Regions from separate parts of the Neogale vison genome. Here all the other regions are linked to region 3. A link is a contact called in public Hi-C data. All regions are on one chromosome and are shown on one strand. The core of a region is the stretch at or near the end of the contact, and the rest is flanking DNA. Distances in the headings are between cores, read along the strand shown.

What was found. A called contact is a pair of places that touch in the nucleus more often than the background predicts.
Region 1: a Hi-C map of fibroblasts shows a contact between it and region 3, with 5 times the contacts expected there. The contact joins two enhancer-like sites. A contact is called at or near these places in 3 of 3 Hi-C or Micro-C datasets (fibroblasts, muscle and tongue).
Region 2: a contact with region 3 is called in a Hi-C map of fibroblasts, with 11 times the contacts expected there. The contact joins the promoter of IRF2BP2 here to the enhancer-like site in region 3. A contact is called at or near these places in 3 of 3 Hi-C or Micro-C datasets (fibroblasts, muscle and tongue).

Annotation. Positions count from the first base shown.
Region 1 is chr2:152,220,213-152,224,123 of ASM_NN_V1, forward strand. No RefSeq gene overlaps it. Among named protein-coding and RNA genes, the nearest start is that of IRF2BP2, 90 kb to the right of the region's middle. Within about 2 kb of position 2,654, the one cell type or tissue checked has open chromatin away from gene starts, as enhancers often do. A contact at or near this core is called in fibroblasts, where this site is marked.
Region 2 is chr2:152,310,138-152,314,284 of ASM_NN_V1, forward strand. IRF2BP2 (interferon regulatory factor 2-binding protein 2) reads left to right here and starts at 1,538. Exons shown (of 2, transcript XM_044239340.1): 1 at 1,538-2,745; 2 at 3,376-4,147. The coding sequence starts at 1,749. The coding sequence ends at 4,091.
Region 3 is chr2:151,917,818-151,921,521 of ASM_NN_V1, forward strand. No RefSeq gene overlaps it. Among named protein-coding and RNA genes, the nearest start is that of TOMM20, 52 kb to the left of the region's middle. Within about 2 kb of position 1,259, the one cell type or tissue checked has open chromatin away from gene starts, as enhancers often do. A contact at or near this core is called in fibroblasts, where this site is marked.

The DNA of each region.
Region 1 (3,911 bases), core at 1,404-3,903, 300 kb after region 3:
GATAGATCTGTTTTTGCTTTCCCTTGGTTTCTCAGGAAAGAAAAATCCCCCAGGATCTTCCTTTTCTGTCTGCCTGACAAACCTAATAGGAAACGTACATTAATCTGTACGTGAGGGTAATGGTTTTTCTGCTGTTTCATGTGTGCACCGTCAAATTCATGGATCCTGAGGAAGGAGGAGCCCCTGGGGGAAACAGATTCACTTCTGTGGGGCCAGGTGACCCGCCCCGTGGAGATGCTGGGTGAGGCAGACAAGGGGTCGCTGCTGCCCTGGGGTGGGGGGGAGTCTGTCTGTCCCCCTGCACCACTTGGCCTTCTCTGAGACAGAGAATGGAACACCGCCCGTCCGAACACAAGGCCGGGAACTGGATCTCCACCCTCCTGGAGGTGAGGAGGGCGGCTTCAGACAGCGCGGCCCCAGGCTGGTCTTCTAGGCCGCACGCACCTGGCGAGACAGGCAGAGGGAATGGGGTTGGGGACCTGCCGCCTTTCATGGAACCAGACGTCCCAAGATACCAGGTCTCCGGTGTGCCGAAGGGACCCCATGTTGCTTCTCGAGAGGCACTAGTGACCGTTTCCTTCACGGCAGTCAGCTCCAGGTACCGGGCCAGGCCCTCCCCACGTCAGGGCGGCTACTCCACCGACCCCAGGAGTGCATGCCCCTGCTTCGGAGTCCCCTGTGGAGATAGGGGACGGCAATGTTGTGGTTTTGCTTCTAGCCCCAGACCACCCTTCCGTCTCCTAAGTCACAAGCAAGTGGAGTTTGTCTTCAGACCAGGTCGGCCTGTCAGCAAGTGTTTATTTGCTCTGTCTTCTCCGCCTGCCACAGAAGTGTGTCCCTTGCTAACCTCCTGCTCCCACCCCCCCCCCCGGGCTCTGCTACCCCCTCGTGACCACATGGCTGTGGGTGCTGTTTAAAGGAACTCACCTCCTCACCTAGCTAATGGCTAGGTCCTCGGCTCTGGTGACAGTGAGGGCAGGGGTGGGGTCCAGGGGCTGAGGGGCCCGGGGAGGCAAGAGGGGCTGAGATTCTGCTTAACAGGGATGGGTGAAGGGAACTGCCCTCTGAAGGTCACTGCTCTGCCTGGGGGCATCCCCCAAAGAGGTCATGGCGCCCCCACCTGCCCCAGGGAGCCCCATACTTCTCGAGAAAGGCACTCGGGCCTGGGATAGAAGCAGAGAGGAGCAGGAATGGGGACTCTGGGGTCTGTCTCCTACTTGCCAACCTTTTCCTCCATGACCTTGAGCTGTTTCCTGCCTGGCACTTCTGCTGCCCACAGGGGAGGCAGGCACGCCCGCTCTCGCAAGGCAGAGGAGACCCTTTCAGAGGGCCGGTTGTGGCGCAGCCGCTGCAGAGGGAGGTCCTGGTAGGCCTCGTGACAGTGGCCCCTGCTTTGGCCTTTCCGGCTTCCAACTAAAGACGCCAGGAAATGGCCAAGTCAGCCCCTGCCGTGACACCTCCTAGAACCAGAAGAGGCCCTTCCGAGAATCTTACCGAGCCCTGAGGGTGAGGAGTGTCACATTGTGCAGTGGGGAACACGGGCAACCGGGCCTCCACTTCTAAGTAACCTTTACCTCGGAAGCCTGCCAGCCCTCTGCCTGGAGACTGGCCTTTGATCACGACTTGTCACCTCCCAGGAGATGTTCCACTTTCCAAGCAGGTGGAAATGAACCGGATTAAAAATAGTCGCCTGGACTCTTCACAGAGTCCCCTAGTAAAGCGAAACAACCCGTGCTCTGCCAAGTGGCAGAAAGGCCCGCCCTGCCCCTCGGTTCCAGGACCCAGTGGCCAGTCGGGTTCCCACTGTGCCAAAGGCCGCGGCACCCTCCGGCGAGGCACCCCACAACCACCCTCCCCCGCCACGGCCTGGAACCCCGGGGTCACGGCCAGGCTCTGCTCCGGCCGCCCACAGGGCCCTCCAGGCCTTGGCCGCTGGCTCTGGGGTTCACCTTGGTGACTAGGGGCCACCGTGACCGTCCGCACCCCTCCTCCTCCTTCCTTCCCTCTCTAGCGCTCCATGGCCCCGGGTTTCTGGAGCTTTCTCAAAACCGTGGACGCATTCCCAGTGGAAATCATGACATTTTCCGTTTCACATTACGTCCTCCACAATGCCTCAGGAAAGGAGAGGGAGAGAGGGTGGGGGCCGGTGGGGGGTGGGGTGGCGGGGGTGGGAGGCACCCGGGGCCTGGGAGCCGGGCCCTGTCTCTGCCGACAGCAGGCCCGGGCCTCCGTGTATCCCGGAGTCACCTCCCCGCGCTCGGCGGCCAGCCTTCCAGCATGTTTGTCTCCAGTCGGGGGCCGGATGGGTCGGGGAGCGGCCTCTTCGGTCGGCTCCCGTGGCACAGCTGGGGCAAGGCGTGCCTCTCCACTTGGCTGTGTGTGCATGTGCGTGTGTGTGTGTGTGTGTGGTGTGTGTGTTTTAAACTTTACTTTCCACTGCCATGGTAACTGCTCCATGTTTGGCAAAGGGAAAGAGGAAAAAAAAAAGCCTCGGAGAGAAGAAAAGGAGCTCTCAGCGCGGGGCTGGCGGCCCGCCAGGGTAATCATGCCGTGGAGCTGAAATGAGGCCTCTGGCGGGCAGCCAAGTTACAAAGAACAAAGCTGTCAGTTCCTAATGTTGGCGGCAAAGCTTGTTTGGCACCCTTATATGGTTTCCCAGAACTCCCTGCCTTGGCCGCCTTCCATTCCCTTCAGGGCAGCAAACAGGATTAGCACAGCTCCGAAGTTGTTTTTCTCCGCTCTCCTCCAACTGTTCCAGTGACATCATCCCGCTGTATCCATTGGCCAGCAGGGCGGTTTTTTTCCTCTTTCTCTCTCCACCTCCCCCTGCCCGCCCTCCCTCCCTCCCTCCTGCCCTCCCTCGCTCCCTCCTTCCATCTCTCTCTCTCTCTCTCTCTCTCTCACACACACACACACACACATACACACACACACCCCTCCACTCCCACTTCCTTCCTGTAACCGCCCCCTCTCCCCTGACTTTCTTGAAACGCTGTATTTTAGGTCATTCTTCTTGTCCAGCTTCCCCGTTAAATGAAAAACGCCCCGGCGCTTGTACATTTAGCTGAATCAAGCCAGACGTTGTATTTTATTTTTATAACTGAATTCCTGTGAGATAAAAATCTCATTTTCCTTCGCAGGCTGTAATCAGCACTCGCAGGGCTGTGGTTTCCAACGGCCCCATCTCCCGCTTCCTTATGAAGCTCCGCTGAGAAATCAGCTTGGCTCCCGGTCAGGTTTAAAGGGCCCGCGGCCGGGCCCACGTTGCTGCTTCTCCCTCCCTCCTCCTCCTCTCTCTCTCTCTCTCTCTCTCTCTCTCTCTCACACACACACACACACACACACACACACAGACACGCACACGCATCCTCAGCTACACAGACAAAGGGCGTAAAGCTACCCACCAAGACAGAGGAACACACAATCAGGACACAGCGTCATCTCTCTCCCTTTGGAGAAGGAAAATAGGTGACTACACGGAAGCCAAAAGCGGTTTCCGAAAAGGCTGGTGGAAAGCAGCAGGCAGGCAAGCAAGCGTTATGCAACTCATGGCTGGGTTCACGAAAGAAACTGAGGTTCCCGACGGCACAAATGTGCCCCCGCCCCCCCACCCCACACCTCCCCACCTCTCTCTGATTCATGAACTAGTTTTCAGATTCATGAATCACTCGGGAGCCAGCAAGAGAAAAATGAGTAGTATTGATCTCATTTCAATTGAAATTGGCTCATTAGGGCCATTCTGGCTGAGGACGGCTTTCCACCACCAGACACTGGCCGGCGTCCGAGGTCTGCAGGCCGGCGCCCCCACCTGCGGGCGGGGCAGGACTCCTGGGGTGAAGCCTTCTGCAGAGGGTTCCCCTTCTCGTTATCATCAAATGGGTATAATAAGATCTTATTATTAGACGGTGAAG
Region 2 (4,147 bases), core at 288-2,787, 390 kb after region 3:
CGGGTCCGCGCCCACCGGGGACCCCCGGGCCCGGGCCACGCCGTCGGTCCCGCCCCACGACGGCGCCGGGGAATTCCGCCGATGGCCCGGCCCGGCCCCGCGCAACCCCCCGGCCGGCCAGCCGGCCAACCCACGGCGCGCGCGGAGCCGGGCGCCCGCGCCCCCTCCAGCCCAAGTTTGGTCCCGAGGGCGGGGCCCGGAGGCCTTCTGTCGCCGGAGGGGGCGGAGCCTGCGCGGTGACGCGACCGCGCCGGCCGTAGACCCCGGATCCCTGGAATGTGCATTCGTTCAATGAGGCCGCCAGTGCCAGGGGCGCCGACTCACGTCCGAACGGAGCGTGCGCACTCGGCGGCGGCCGCGCACGCGGGCCCGCGGCTCTGCGCCCACGTCACGCGCCACCCGCGCGGTCCGACAGGAGGCGGCGGGGTCTGCCGGCGCCGCGAGGACCACCCCCACCCGCCGGTCCCGGCTCGGCAGGGCGGGCCACTGCGGAGGAGTTGGGGAGGGCGGGGCTGAGGCTGGCGAGGGTCCCCGGGCCTCGGCCGATCGGCGTGCGGACGCGGCCCCGGGCGCAGACTCCGCCGTTCGTGAAACTTAGGGCACCGCGGCGCGCGCGTGCGTCCCGACGGGTGCGAGTGTGCAAGCGCCCAGTGTGAGTCCACACGTAACTCAGAAACAGAACTGAGCCACGCCACACTGACAGTCCCCGCTCTCGAGACTGACAGCGCCAGTCACCGAGGGGCTTTTGAAAACACTAGCACTAGTGCGATTTGGCCCAAACGTCCTGGAGGGGAGGAATGGGGACCGAGTAGTGGAGGCAGCCGAGCGTTGGAACGGCCGCGCCGCCTTCCCCTCGGGGACACCGGCCGCGGCGCACTCGGGCGGCGCTGACCCGCGGGCGGGCGCCTCGGAGCCGGCTCTCCCGGCAGCGCTCGTTCTCTCCCCGCGCGGGGGGAGGGGTAGGGCGCGGGCGCGGGGGAGGGCGGGCGCGCGCGCGAGGGGAGGGGGCCCGCGCAGGCGCCGTGCGAGGCTGTCGAAGAATCAAGTCTGTAGAAGTGGAGCGGCCGCGGCGGCAGCAGCAGCAGCGACGGCGGCGGCGGAGCAGAGGCGGGCTGGGCGCTGACGCGGGCGCTGGAGAGCGGCGACGCCGGGAGCTGTGAGAGAACAGCGGAGCGACCCGTGGCCCGCGCCGCGCCCGTGCTCCACGCCGTCCGGCTGCTGCCGCCGCCTCGGCGCGGCATGCCCCGCCGCTCGGGCTGAGCCTGCCCCGGCGGCCGCCCCCCCGCCCCCCGCCCCCCCGGCCTCCCCGCCCCCCGCCCCGCACTCCGCGCCGGCCGCCGCCGCGACCTGCTGCGCTCCCCCCGCGCCCGCGCGGCCCGTCTTCGCCCCGGTCTGGAGGCCGGCCGCGGCCCCGGCCGAGCTCCCGCCGCCGCCGCCGCGCCCGCCGCGCCGCGCCGCCCCCGCCGCCCGCCCGCGCCCGCGCCGGCCGGGGGGACGTGCTGCCGCGGCTGCAGCCCCTCGCCCCGCGCCCGCCGCCCCTCGTGCCCCGGGGGCGCTGCGCGGGCGCCGAGCCTTCGCGGGCTTTGCCGCCGCCGCCGCCGCCTCTGCGGCCGCCGCCGCCGCTGGTGGGGGAGACGCGGGGTTGGGGGGGGAGGAGGGCGCGCGTGGTGCCGGCGGGGAGCGGCGGCGCCCCCTCCTCCTCCGCCTCCTCCTCCTCCTCCACCTCCAGCGCCGCGGGCTCCTCGGACATGGCCGCGGCGGTGGCGGTGGCGGCCGCGTCCCGGCGGCAGTCGTGCTACCTGTGTGACCTGCCCCGCATGCCCTGGGCCATGATCTGGGACTTCACCGAGCCTGTGTGCCGCGGCTGCGTCAACTACGAGGGCGCCGACCGCGTTGAGTTCGTCATCGAGACGGCGCGACAGCTCAAGCGGGCGCACGGCTGCTTCCCGGAGGGCCGCTCCCCGCCCGGCGCCGCGACCCCTGCCGCCGCCAAGCCGCCGCCGCTTTCGGCCAAGGACATCCTCCTGCAGCAGCAGCAGCTGGGTCACGGCGGCCCCGAGGCCGCCCCGCGCGCCCCGCAGGCCCTGGAGCGCTACCCCCTGGCGGCCGCCGCCGAGCGGCCCCCGCGCCTAGGCTCCGACTTTGGCGGCAGCCGCCCGGCTGCGGGCCTGGCCCAGCCGCCGACGCCGCAGCCGCCGCCCGTGAACGGCATCCTGGTGCCCAACGGCTTCTCCAAGCTGGAGGAGCCCCCGGAGCTGAACCGCCAGAGCCCGAACCCGCGGCGCGGGCACGCTGTGCCGCCCACCCTGGTGCCGCTCATGAACGGCTCCGCCACGCCGCTCCCCGCCGCGCTCGGCCTCAGCGGCCGCGCCGCCGCCTCGCTGGCCGCGGTGTCCGGGGCCGCGGCCGCCGGCCTGGGCTCGGCGCAGCCCGCCGAACTGAGCTCGCACAAGCGGCCGGCGTCCGTGTCCAGCAGCGCGGCGGTGGAGCACGAGCAGCGCGAGGCTGCGGCCAAGGAGAAGCAGCCGCCGCCGCCCTCGCATCGCGGCGCGGCCGACAGCCTGGCCACCGCGGCCGGCGCCACCGAGCTGGGCGCCGAGGGCGCTAGCAAAGGCCGCGGGCCCGGAGAGCAGGACTGGGTCAACCGACCCAAGACCGTGCGAGACACGCTGCTGGCGCTGCACCAGCACGGCCACTCGGGGCCCTTCGAGAGCAAGTTTAAGAAGGAGCCGGCCCTGACTGCAGGCAGGTTGTTGGGTTTCGAGGCCAACGGGGCCAACGGGTCTAAAGCAGGTAGGGGCGGCTGTGGAGCGAGGGCCCTAGGGGAGAAAGGGGGGCGCAGAGCAGAGGAGGGGGGTGTTCTTTCCATTCACCATTCTACCCCAGCCCAGAAACAACAAACACCCAACTTCCTGATCTGCCTGAGGCGGAACCAGTGCTTAGTGGCAACGTGTTCCTGTGCTGAAGCAGCACAACAGAGATGAGTCAGACTGGGCTGATAGGCACTGACACAGGGTTTTCCTTTCCCAGCACATTCTTGGATGGGAGCGTGAGGGCACCAGCCACCTTTTAACCTGTTGGGGGATGTTGACGATAGTGTGCACAGTTCAGCCTGGGTACATGCATGCTTGTGTAGAAACAGGCCGTTGCATAGGTGCTGTGTTCTGTGGCCTTTTAAAATCCTGCCCCAGAGCCCCGTGAGTTTTAAGTGTTGTGAGTTGCACGTGCACTGGAAATTCATGTGAGATTTTCTGTACAGGCTTTGAGAGAACAAATTATTTAGTGAGTCTTGTGTTAGTAAAAGAACCGTCCTTTTCGGTGCACATCCGTTTATTTTGTTTTTGTTTTTTCCCTTTTCTTTTCTCCTCCTGCCAGTTGCAAGAACAGCGAGGAAAAGAAAGCCTTCTCCAGAACCAGAAGGTGAAGTCGGGCCCCCTAAGATCAATGGAGAGGCACAGCCATGGCTGTCCACACCCACAGAAGGGCTCAAGATCCCCATTACTCCTACATCCTCTTTTGTGTCTCCACCACCACCCACTGCCTCACCTCATTCCAACCGGACCACACCGCCTGAAGCGGCTCAGAACGGCCAGTCGCCCATGGCAGCCCTGATCTTAGTGGCAGACAATGCAGGGGGCAGTCATGCCTCGAAGGATGCCAACCAGGTTCACTCCACTACCAGGAGGAATAGCAGCAGTCCACCCTCTCCGTCCTCTATGAACCAAAGAAGGCTAGGCCCCAGAGAGGTGGGGGGCCAGGGGGCCGGCAGCACAGGAGGACTGGAGCCAGTGCATCCTGCCAGCCTCCCAGACTCTTCTCTGGCAGCCAGCGCCCCTCTATGCTGCACCCTCTGCCACGAGCGGCTGGAGGACACCCACTTTGTGCAGTGCCCGTCTGTCCCTTCGCACAAGTTCTGCTTCCCTTGCTCCAGACAAAGCATCAAACAGCAGGGAGCTAGTGGAGAGGTCTATTGTCCCAGTGGGGAAAAATGCCCTCTTGTGGGCTCCAATGTCCCCTGGGCCTTTATGCAAGGGGAAATTGCAACCATCCTTGCTGGAGATGTGAAAGTGAAAAAAGAGAGAGACTCGTGACTTTCCGGTTTCAGAAAAACCCAATGATTACCCTTAACTAAAACTGCTTGAATTGT
Region 3 (3,704 bases), core at 9-2,508:
TATCTGAAGGCTTGTTCAACCATGTCAATGCTGATGGGATGGTCCCCAAGCTCAGAGTGGCCCACACAGCACCAGCCACTGAGGCCTCTGGGTTTCCCCTCAGGGGGTGCTGGGTGTGCTCCCCACATCCCGCCTGCCAGCCAACGCGACTTTGAGCGGGGACCCAAGCCCGCTCACCCGCCCAGAGGCAGGTGGGAGGTCATTCTCTGCTGACTCAGGCCCCGACTGGGACAGGTGCATGTCTTCAGCCCCATGAGTAATACTGGCTCTTCATCTTCAAAGGGCCTTCCCAAGATTAACCAATTAGTCACCCCCAGGAAAGCTACAAAGCAGGCTATTATCGTCTTCATTAAGCCCGTGGTGGGGGAGGGAGGCGAGTGGAGTCCCCACCCCAGGCCGGTGAGAGTCTGGGTTGGGCGCAGGTGAGCCGTCGCTTGGGACAGCCCGGGGTGCCGGAGGGTGTGTGGTGAGGATGAACCAAGGACATTCTAAAGAGGAGGCTGGCGCTTCTCAGTGGGCAGAAGTCGGGGAAGGCCGGGAGGCCCCAGAGCAGGGGAAGGGAAGGATTGGAGGGTCTGGGGCCCGAGCAAGGGTGTCTTGCTGAACCGAAGGTGAGTCGGTGCAAAGACAGGCTGACACGAGCCTGCGCACAGAGGGCTCCGCCGTAGTCCTGAACTTTCCAGAAACCGGGGCTGGTTCTGCCCCTTTGAGCCATCCAGATACTTGTGAAATGAGTCTCGGACCACTTTCCTTTTCACATCTGTGTGAGGCTTGTGAATGACTGAAAGTGATCGCGCACGTGTTGCTGACGCACCTGGCAGACCAGAAGTGTGATATGGGGTGTTCGTCGGGGTCCCTCCTGGCCGTGGGTTTGTCCTCTTTCGGACGCATGAGGCAGGCTAGAGCGTCTCAGGAGGTAGGGCTGTGTCCTGGTGACGGAGTGAGAACCGAAGCACCTTCTGGAAGCCAGACAGCAGAGCAATCCTTTCAGTCAACCCTGTCTGCAGCTGCTTTTTATAAACTTGGCATAAATATGTGCTTGGGAATGCCAGGACAGTGTATCTGGAAAATATTTGCTACCCTTCGAAAACACACGCGCGCACGCACATACACACACACACACACACACACACATGCTTGGAAAGGGGGGAAAAAGAAGCGCAACAGAAATTGCGCATAATACAGAGTGGCTTCACTTGTGGTTTTTTTCCATTACTTCCTCAGTTCATTTTTCTGCTGCCAATTTTAGAAGGCCATAAGTCATAGTTGTTGTTAAACTTTGTCAGTTAAAATGTAACTCTAAGAACAAGTCATATGATATGTTGTAGCCAAATGGCCTTTTGGAGGGAAGTTGTGGAAAGCACAGCTCCTGAGTGAGTCCTGCTGTCCCCCGGTCTCCTCTGCTGGATGTTCGCTCTGTGCCCACTGGTGGTCCTGGCCCGCTTGGTCCCGGAGCTGTCGTTAATGCCACAGCTCTAAAGGGCCACCTCCCAGAAGAAAGGTGACATGTTGAGTTCAGTTTCCAACATTTGCTTCGTGTGACCCAGGAGCAAAATGTGGTCTCATTAAGGGTGATTTGTTACAAACCCCCTACTCTGCTCTTCTAGAAACAATGGGATCCACTTTCTTATAAACCTTGACCCAGTGGAGTCAGAAATTAAGAGGCCGAAAGGGAGGAATCGGCTTTTGGAGGCTGGGAGCGCCCAACCTCTTCACACCCACGCAGAGCAGCAGCAGATCCACGACTGGCAGGCAGCCCAGACCATGCCTCGGGGCTCTGGGGCCTTACGCTGGACTGACGACCTTCTGAGGGCAGGGCCCTGGCTTTCCTCAGCCGTCCTGGTGTTGGAGGCAAGGCCAGGAGCACAGGCAGAGCTTACACATGCTTCTGCTTAAAACCAAGCTCAAGGGACGCCTGGGTGGCTCAGTTGGTTAAGCAGCTGCCTTCAGCTCACGTCATGATCCCAGCGTCCTGGGATCGAGTCCCACATCGGGCTCCTTGCTCGGCGGGGAGCCTGCTTCTCCCTCTGCCTCTGCCTGCCACTCTTGTCTGCCTGTGCTCGCTCTCTCTCCCTCTCTCTCTGACAAATAAATAAATAAAATCTTAAAAAAAAAAATTAAAAACCAAGCTCAAAAGGGGCACCTGGGGGGCGCCTGGGTGGCTCAGTGGGTTAAGCCGCTGCCTTCGGCTCAGGTCATGATCTCAGGGTCCTGGGATCGAGTCCCACATCGGGCTCTCTGCTCAGCAGGGAGTCTGTTTCCCTCTCTCTCTCTCTGTCTGCCTCTCCGTCTACTTGTGATTTCTCTCTGTCAAATAAATAAATAAAATCTTAAAAAAAAAAAAAGGGGGCACCTGGGTGGCTCAGTGGGTTGGGCATCTGCCTTCGTCTCAGGTCATGATCCCAGGGTGCTGGGATTGAGTCCCATATTGGGCTCTCTGCTCCGCACGGGCCTGCTTCTGTGTGTGTGTGTGTGTGTGTGTGTGTGTGTGTCAAATAAATACAATCTTAAAAAACAACAACAACAATAACCGAGCTCAAAGACAAACACCAGCAGGGCTGTCTGCACAATCAGCCAACAGCGGGGCAAGGCAAGGGGTGGGGGGGCTCTCCTCTTTCCAGTCCTGTCTTCTCCCTGTGCTGCTGTGCATTTTCCTTTCCTCAGTCTGACTGTCCACGGAAGGGGTCTTAGAGGAGAATGGGGGAAGTCATCGTGGGTATTAGGGAGACTTTGTCAGTAGCCAGGCTCCTCAACTGGGAGGCAGGGTGTCTTCCTCATGAGGCCATAACAGAACCGGGACCGTTGTTCTGAGAAGCAGATCACTGCTTTCATCCACGAGCCTATCCGGGAAGTTATGGGAGAGACTGACAGCTCTGATTCCAGACTCTACCCCTGACTTGCCATGTGACTTTTGGGGACAAGCAGGGCCTTTGCAGTTGCTGAGTGCCCATCCACTGCGTGGGGTGGGGTGGGGGGACACGCTCCCCATACACTCCGCATGGTACCTTGTTGGGACCGCAAAGGCCACTTCATTGCCTGGTGGCGAGGTCCTCCAGGCCTTGGTGCTGGCTGTTCGAGGGAGCTGGCGCCCCAGTCTCAGAATGAAATCCTATAGGTCCTAGCCTGCTCCAGACTTCCCCCACTCCCGTCTTTCTGGCCCTTCTTTCCTCTTGCAGGGCGGGAGGCTCTTGCTCATTTCTTCATTTCTTCATGCACCCGCCAAGTGCATACCACGGGGCTCCTGTGCTCAGGGCTGTGCGCGGCTGCCGCATCCGTCAGTGAGCAAGGAAAGTCCCTGTCTTCATGGTGTTTGCACCCTCGTTGGGGAGACAGGCCGATGGATGTGAGCCAGCTCCTCCCACAAAGAGCTTTGCATAAGATGCTGACTACAGCAACAGAGAGGAGGAACAGATTGCTAAGAGAGTACACGACAGGCAAGATCGCTTTGCTGCAGGAGCAGCCAAGGTGCCCTTGGATTTGCTGCTTAACCTCCTAGAGCCTCACCTGTGGAATGGGCACATCGCCACGGGCTTCACAGGGCTGCTGTGGGAAGTGGGGAAACTGATGGACATGGAAAAGCACTTTGACAGGTGTGGCTGTTCCCAGAAGTCTCCTGGGTCCCTAGTCATCCGGCCCCCGCTCCCACGTTCTGCCCTCTCTTCTGGATAAACCGACTTAATAGTCCAACCTTGGCTGGACAAACG